Linked DNA regions of Mus musculus: region 1 is linked to region 2. The links are chromatin contacts, called in public HiChIP or PLAC-seq maps. All regions are on one chromosome and are shown on one strand. The core of a region is the stretch at or near the end of the contact, and the rest is flanking DNA. Distances in the headings are between cores, read along the strand shown.

What was found. HiChIP or PLAC-seq counts read pairs in DNA pulled down with a chosen protein or histone mark.
Region 1: a contact with region 2 is called in an H3K27ac HiChIP or PLAC-seq map of embryonic stem cells, with 16 read pairs. The contact joins two enhancer-like sites. A contact is called at or near these places in 7 of 484 Hi-C or Micro-C datasets (the AML12 cell line, cerebral cortex, embryonic stem cells and 3 more), 7 of 115 datasets of contacts at active chromatin or transcription factors (all in embryonic stem cells) and 1 of 9 other capture datasets (adipose tissue).

The regions. Positions count from the first base shown.
Region 1 is chr13:40,716,232-40,720,236 of GRCm38.p6, reverse strand. It overlaps Tfap2a (transcription factor AP-2, alpha), which reads left to right. Exons shown (of 7, transcript NM_011547.5): 6 at 904-1,045; 7 at 2,834-4,005. The coding sequence ends at 3,122. Among named protein-coding and RNA genes, the nearest start is that of Gm26688, 9.6 kb to the left of the region's middle. Within about 2 kb of position 2,681, at least 15 of the 459 cell types and tissues checked have an H3K27ac peak or open chromatin away from gene starts, as enhancers often do. A contact at or near this core is called in embryonic stem cells, where this site is marked.
Region 2 is chr13:40,647,811-40,651,362 of GRCm38.p6, reverse strand. No RefSeq gene overlaps it. Among named protein-coding and RNA genes, the nearest start is that of Gm26688, 78 kb to the left of the region's middle. Within about 2 kb of position 1,397, at least 26 of the 459 cell types and tissues checked have an H3K27ac peak or open chromatin away from gene starts, as enhancers often do. A contact at or near this core is called in embryonic stem cells, where this site is marked.

The sequences.
Region 1 (4,005 bases), core at 1,432-3,931, 68 kb before region 2:
TTCTAGGATTTCTGGGTGTTAAATGGTGTTGAAGGTGGTGATAATGTAACTTAAAAAAAATCTATTGTTTAGGGCCAGAAATTCAAACCCAGCAACATTATGTTAAAATAATGGTAGTGTATAGAGATCCTGCTGTCCATATCATAATCCCCAAATTATATGCCAGGAAAATGGTGGTGGAAGCTGAGGGTAGAGCGTGAGGCACTGGTCTGGGTCTGGGGGTTGAGTGAGGCAGAGGGGAGGCAGTTTCTGGAGAACTGTTATTGTTTGTGATCCGCACCATTTTATGGAAACAAGCTCTGCAGAGAGGGCTTTGATGCTCTAATTGGCGCATGCGTTCTTCCGGAGCCGGAGCTAATGGCAGGAAGCCCCGCAGTAAAAACCAACTGGTTCAGGAAATTAAAACCAAAGATTCGAAAATCAACAACACAGACAGACTCAGTGGAGTGACCCTCAAATCCTCTTGGTTAATCGGCTTGGATGAACAGATAATTGTATGTGATCAAGTTAAAATGTAAACTTTCTCGGTTGTTCGCCTGCTGAAATGCTCAAGGAGTGATTAGGAAGCGCCACTGATGGGTGTGTTGATAGGTGTGAGGGTGGAACAGGGCAGCCATTTTCAAACAGAAGTCGAGGAAACTGCAGTCGGGGATGGGGGTGGGGGTGGGGATGGGCGAGATTAACATTTTCAAACCCTCTTGGCCTTGTAAGCCAGCTAGGCACTGCTGAGTTTGCTCTCTGGATCGCACAGAGAAGAAGAAAAGTCTAAAGAAAGGAAACAAGTGGTTTCTGTTCCTTCCAACTTTTGGTGAAGAAAGTTTAGGGAGTTGGGTGTGGAGGGGAAACTTTGATCCCAAGTCCGTGGTTCTCTGGCCCTCACTTCCCTCCTCCACCTCTTGCCAGGAGAAGCCGTCCACCTAGCCAGGGACTTTGGGTACGTGTGCGAAACTGAATTTCCTGCCAAAGCAGTAGCAGAATTTCTCAACCGACAACATTCCGATCCCAATGAGCAAGTGGCAAGAAAAAACATGCTCCTGGCCACAAAGTAAGGCATTTACCTCTGCAGGGTCTGGGCTGTTCACTGTCAAAAGAAACAGAAATTAGCTCCTGCTCCCCCCACCCCCCACCCCCATCTTCCTTTCTTGTTGATCGGCTTTGCTGTGAATACTGAAATCAGGGCACCAGTGTCGAAGTGAGCGCAGTCTGTGTCACAAAGGAACCAGAGTGGGATTGTCCCTGTGTTTTCTGTGTTCTTCCTAAAGTCTGTCTCTTTCTGTGTTGACTTTTAAATGAATGTGGATGTGTGTGGTTTGCAGCCGGGGGTTTCACTGAAAGAGTATGGATTTGTGTTGCTTCAGAAAAAGTCAGAATCAAATCCTCACAGGGCTACCAACTAGGCTTGCCTGGGTTTTCTCTCTATCACTGTGTTCTGAAAGGCAGAGGCTAACTCGGCCTACAAAATGTGCCGTCCAGCAACAGCTCTACTCTTACCTCTAATCCCAGTTTCTATCCTCTCTCTCTCTTACACACACACACACACACACACACACACACACAGAGAGAGAGAGAGAGAGAGAGAGAGAGAGAGAGACTCAGAGACAGAGTTACATAGTTATACTATACTATGTATACTATGTAACTCTGTAAGTTTTAGTTAACTGGCAAGCTATCATCTCAGGGTTTCAAGATGGCCCAAGTTATATTCCCAAAGTGCCTGGGCTGAATTGACTTCTCTAGGTTGAAAAGAAAAATGACTGTCTTGATATGTTTGCTGGAAATTAAAAGGCTTGTTTAGAAGTCCTCAATTATCAAAAGCTGGTGTCACCGAAGGGCACCGCAGCAGAGAGTTAAGAGGCAGAGAGAGGCCTTGTGTGGGACAGTTTCTGGCCTAGTGATAGGCTTATACACACACACACACACACACACACACACACACACACACACACACACACACCCTCCCTCCATGGGCTGTAGCAACCTCAGGAAGGCCTCTGCTACTGCTGGCTTCCAGGACCAGACAAACTTCCTGTGTGCTGAGGTAGCTCTCTCTATGGCTCCCCACTTTAGTCTTAGAGACAGTCTGTCACTGACCCCAGAGCTCACTATTTGGACTAAAATGGCTGCCCAGCAAATCAGAGAGATCCCACTATCTCTCTGATCCAGCGCTGGGGTTAAAGACATAAGCCTCCAAGCTAGATTCTTACATAAATTCTGAGCATCCAAAGGCAGATCCTTGTGTGTGTGTGTGTGTGTGTGTGTGTGTGTGTGTGTGTGTGGTGTGGTCAAGTGTGAGTTCTCTCCCCGGGGCCTGCTGTTGTTTTGAAAAAGCAAAGTTTGCCTTTCTGCCTAAATTCAAGTCTCATCTGGTTTGAAGGTGAATGAGAGGAGACCCCATTCCACCAGCTTTTATTGTGGTTCCTTTAGGGATGTGGGGAGCAGGCTCTGGTGATATTTTGAAGAACAAGCCTGGCATTTCTAGAATACTGAAGAGGGATACTTGTGTTTTTCACTTCCGGTGTAACTTTTCTTTGCCTGTGAAATGCTTTCCTGTGTTCAGGGTGTTTGCTGTGAGAAAGGTGTAGGCAGAAGTTTGTCAGGGCTGAGGGTTGGAGGTGGGGAGAGAAGGGGAGGTCTTTTTGAAGTAGGAAGGGTATTCATTTAAGGGAGGAGTGTTGGTTTAGAAGTGACAGGCTTTGTTATTCTGAGTGACTGGCCTTGAGTCCTGAGTGGGGGAAGGTGGGCTGGATGGCTGAGGTAACTTCAGGGAGCGATGGTTTCTCACTACCACTAAGGCCTGATGGGAGCTTTCACTTCTGTCTCTGTTCCACTGCAGACAGATCTGCAAAGAGTTCACTGACCTGCTGGCTCAGGACCGATCTCCCCTGGGGAACTCGCGGCCCAATCCTATCCTGGAGCCTGGCATCCAGAGTTGCTTGACCCACTTCAACCTCATCTCCCATGGCTTCGGCAGCCCGGCGGTGTGTGCAGCGGTTACGGCCCTGCAGAACTATCTCACCGAGGCCCTCAAGGCCATGGACAAAATGTACCTCAGCAACAACCCCAACAGCCACACGGACAACAGCGCCAAAAGCAGTGACAAAGAAGAGAAACACAGAAAGTGAGGCTCTCCTCCCGCCCCGCCCCCGCCCGCCTCACCGGCCCGCGTCCCCCCACTCGCCCCTCCCCCACCCGGCAGGTGACAGCTCCGGGACCAGCCACTCCTACTGCTGCTGCTACTCTGCGTTGCCGCGCCGCCCTTCGTCCCCGGAGTCCTCCGGATTGCTCTCTCGACTGCCAGTGGGGCAGCCGCTGCCTACTCAGCGCCTTGCCTCAACTTCCCCATCAGTACCAACACCCCCTTTACCCTCGTGTGGAGCCTAAGAGAACAGAACAGGTCGTGAAGCCAGCAAAGAAAAGTTCTGTCGCGTTTGTGAACCTTTTTTTTTTTTAATCAAATCGACAACAAACATTAAAACTTTTTTTTTTTAAAAAGGACGTTAAAAAATTTAAAAAGTATATGAGCTTCATGGGACTAACTCATCGCCTTCCCTTGCGTACTTCAGATTGTAGCCATACTTTTAAAAAAAAAGGCAAAGAGGATAATGACATTTTTTATCAGTATTGTGAATAAACTTGAACACAAATACAGAAGTTCTATGTCCTGTCTTCAGTTGTAGAAGTTGTCTTCTGCAAGGTACAACCACCCACTTGAACTTCCTCTGATGACACAATCCACAATTCTATAAGGGAATCAGTGTTCACGTCTCTGTATATATTTATTTATGTGTAATTTAATGGGATTTGTAAATATGGTGAGTCTGTTTTAAACCTTTTTTTATTTATCTGGTGATCTCGTTTACCTCCTGTTTAGTGGGCTTTGGATCCTCCCTGTTAGTTCTTCATGTGGTTTTACTTAGAAATCCAAGGTTTGGGTAAGACTCCCCCTCCCCACCCCTTTTCTCCAATTCATGGATTTAGCCCCGTGGTAGCATGTTAAACGATTAT
Region 2 (3,552 bases), core at 148-2,647:
AAGCGTCTTCTCTGCCCGGGGCCGCGCATGCCCAGTCTGCACCTTTTTTGGTGGTGAAGCACCGAACTGCATTCCCGAGCAGAAGGCCAGAGTGAGAAAGGGCCAGTGTTTGATGTATGAGCTTTGGCTTGCCATCGTGAGTCACCCCAGAACTAGCTGCAGGCAAAACAAAAATCTTTTGTGATTAATTAGAAAAACTGGACGCTTATGAATTGACTGCACACAGCCGGGGTATGGTAATATAAATAGTAATGACTCCGGCGCGCCTGATGAACACTCGTGTTTATATGAGATCACTGGAGAAAGGCAAAATTTTAACATGGAATCTGCTGAAATGGGATGACTTCTGATCTTGGACAATTTGAGGGTCTTGACTGAGATTTTAACTGATGCCTTCCAAAGGGGTTCAAGATGACCTTTTCTTCTCACACCCGTCCAAACTGTGCCAAAGCAGTCTTTTGCTCTTTACTTCATTTTTGCTTTTTGCTTTTTTATTTTAATTTTTTTAAAGATTGAACCCAAACATCCCTTTCGGCATCTCTCTGGAATCCCTCCCATCTTTTGCAAACCTCCCTTCCTGCACATGGAGTGGACATGTGGTTATTTTGCCCCTTTGGTCATGTCTGCTTCTTAGAAACAGGACTTGAACAAAGATATGTTTCGATTTTGAGACACTAGCTGTCTTATTATTCGAGGGAAGAGGCCAGTAGCAGCAGCAAGCTTTGAGGTCAGGGAACTCAAAGATCAGAATATTCTAGTGAGTTTCCTCTAGCAAATGGTTTATTCTATTTGGGGAATGTCAAGTGGATAGGCCTGTACACTATAAAGTGTAGAGTGGGGCTTTTAATAAGCACACACACACACACACACACACACACACTTACTTGCCTTGCTTCACTCTCTCTTCTCTTTGAACATCCCCCATTCTAAAGCTAGCGGATTATTATGATTCTTTCGTTTCAAGGAAGTTCCTGATGAAAAAACAATTAAACCCTGACAGTGCCTGAAAATGTCAAAACACAAATTTCTTCCAAGGATCAGTTTTTAGCCACCAGGGTGAGCAAGTTACCCTTTGTCCTGGGGCATCAGCGTGTAGCCAGAGCTGGTCACAGCCCAGAGAGGAGAAAAGAAAATGCCATTTTGCTGCTCGCTCTGTCCCCCAAGCCTCTACCCCTCTCGGACAAAAACGTCTTCCAGACCTTTGAAATTTGGTTTCTGTCAGGCAATTAACTTGTCTTAACAGTGCATTCTCCCCGTCTGCAAGTGCCTTTTTGGGGGCCTCTGTTTGCACTCGCCAGAGTTCACATTGTTTTCTATTATTATTCAAGCAGGGCCGCCTCAGTAGTAAACCCACTGACCATTCAATCAGAGCGGTAGCTGCAGTGGATAATTAAAAGTTCCCAACCTCTTGCCCCAAGGCCAGGTTAGAGCCAGTCAGAGAGGAGCCAGGTCCGAGCTGCTCAGGGAGCAATCGATCAGCTGATTAACCCTTCCTACTGATTGGTTAGAGCTGATTGCATCTCTAGTAAAGAAATCAGCTTTGGCCCTGGGGCACAAGAGGCAGCTATACATTCAGGGTGGCTGAGCCAGCAGGCTGGGGAGTCAGTGTCCTTATACAAAATGAAGGGGGAAAGAGACCTTCCCTGATAGAAAGGTTTTTTAATCTCACCACCATCATTTCCTACTCCCCTCCCCACCCCCAGACTATTTCTGCTTTTGTTTCTATAGAGAAGAATTTCTGCTTAGGTGTCAAGAATGGTGGAAGAGATTCCTGGCGGGGCAGTTAGTTGTTGATTCTGCCTGACAATAGAGTGTACCCTTGCAAAAAGCCCGAGGCCAGAAAGCACCACAGACACACCCTTCATAAAACAAGGTCCCTCTCCTGGCTGGCAGCTTTGCCTTCAGACCAGGTGACTGTGGCAGGGACATTTGCTAGGACATATTTATCTTTGGGTATGGATAAACAGCCTACCTCTCCTGTGCTTACATTCTGGCACAGTGAGTAACATTTACTGTATTGGAAAAGAAGCATTTAACAGAAATGATTACCCTGTTGTCCTTAAAGGGAGTAGCTGAGATGCTATCAGGTGGGTGTGGCCAGGCCATTCTAAGAAGCATCCAAAGGCAGGGAAGCTGGATCTGTCTGGATTTTGGTAGGAGAGCTCTTGTAGCGAGCCCACCTGGAAATCTTTAACCTCGATGGTCCCAGGCACGTCGCTTCTATCTGAGGCAGAAGGGGGAAAAGTTGAATTTCAGCAAGGCAGACTTTACCAATGTACCTTTCCAGTGCCTTCAAGAAAAGTCAAGCTTACGTTCATGTCTAAGGAAGCAGAATATGTGTCAGATACCTTAGTGGAGCACGAAGCACCAAGCTGGGAGCTTGGGGAAACAGATGTTTTCCAAAAATGTTGATATTTGCTTCTGTTTTCATGTACTTTAACTTTAACAGCAGCAGCAGCAACAACAACAACAACAAAGAGGAGACTTTTCAGAAACCCAGATATTATTTACCTCATAGTGAAATTAATGACAGTGTACACAGATCTCAGATTCTACTGAAGCCACCCTGGTCATAGGGATTCAGAGAATGTAAGCTTTAAGATGTGTCTCCAGAACCATGGCTAAGGAATGCTTAGAGGGGCTTGATGCTCCCAGGAGGCCGTGCGTGGGCAAGCCGGCAGGTGTAAAGGCAGTCTTGGAGGAAGGAAAAGGTATTGTAGAAGCCTCAAGAAGTGTGATTATTTTCATCCGGAGCTTAACCAAAGTACGAAGATCTGTATGATCTCAGATGTTTGTTAATTCCTTGATGGTTTTAATCTTCTGTTTCAAACAAGGTTGATCAGAGCATGCACCTATATGCATGTGTGCATTTGAACTCACACACACACACACACACACACACACACACAAAATGTTTTTTTCTTTTTTTTCAATGAGCTTGTGATTATTTAATTTACTCTTGATACATTGTTGAAATAAAAATTGAACTTAAAAAAAAAGGTATAAAATGTATTTATGCCATTTTGGGAAAGAGGTGGTGACCAAACCCACAGCATAGGGATGACAGTGAGGACCGTGTCATTGCAATTGTTATGAAGAATTGTACAACACTACTAGATAAGATGTAGAAAACACAGGTACCTATCCTTGGTCAGCTAGAGGCTTACAGTCAGGTTTGTCTTGTAGATGCTGTTTATTATAAAGACATTTGGGATTTTAAATGTTTTGAATAAAGCCCTGCTACTCAAAATTACTTTTCTCTGTAAACTTAGAAAGGTGTACGGTGGATCTCAGAATATATGAAGGGAACACATTACTCTTTCATGTCTGAATGAAACTGGACCGAGTTTGAGAGACTGGGTCATGTATGGTACATAGCTTAACTGAAAATTCATTGACGTTTTCGGTTTGGCGTCTGAGATTATTATGTAGACAGTCCCCGTAGAAATGTTTGCTGTCTTTGTTTGTTCCCCTCCCCCATTGGCCTATTATTCTCTTTTTGTTACAAGAGGACTAGAGCATCCTATTCTATAAGCAAAGTGAACAACGCTC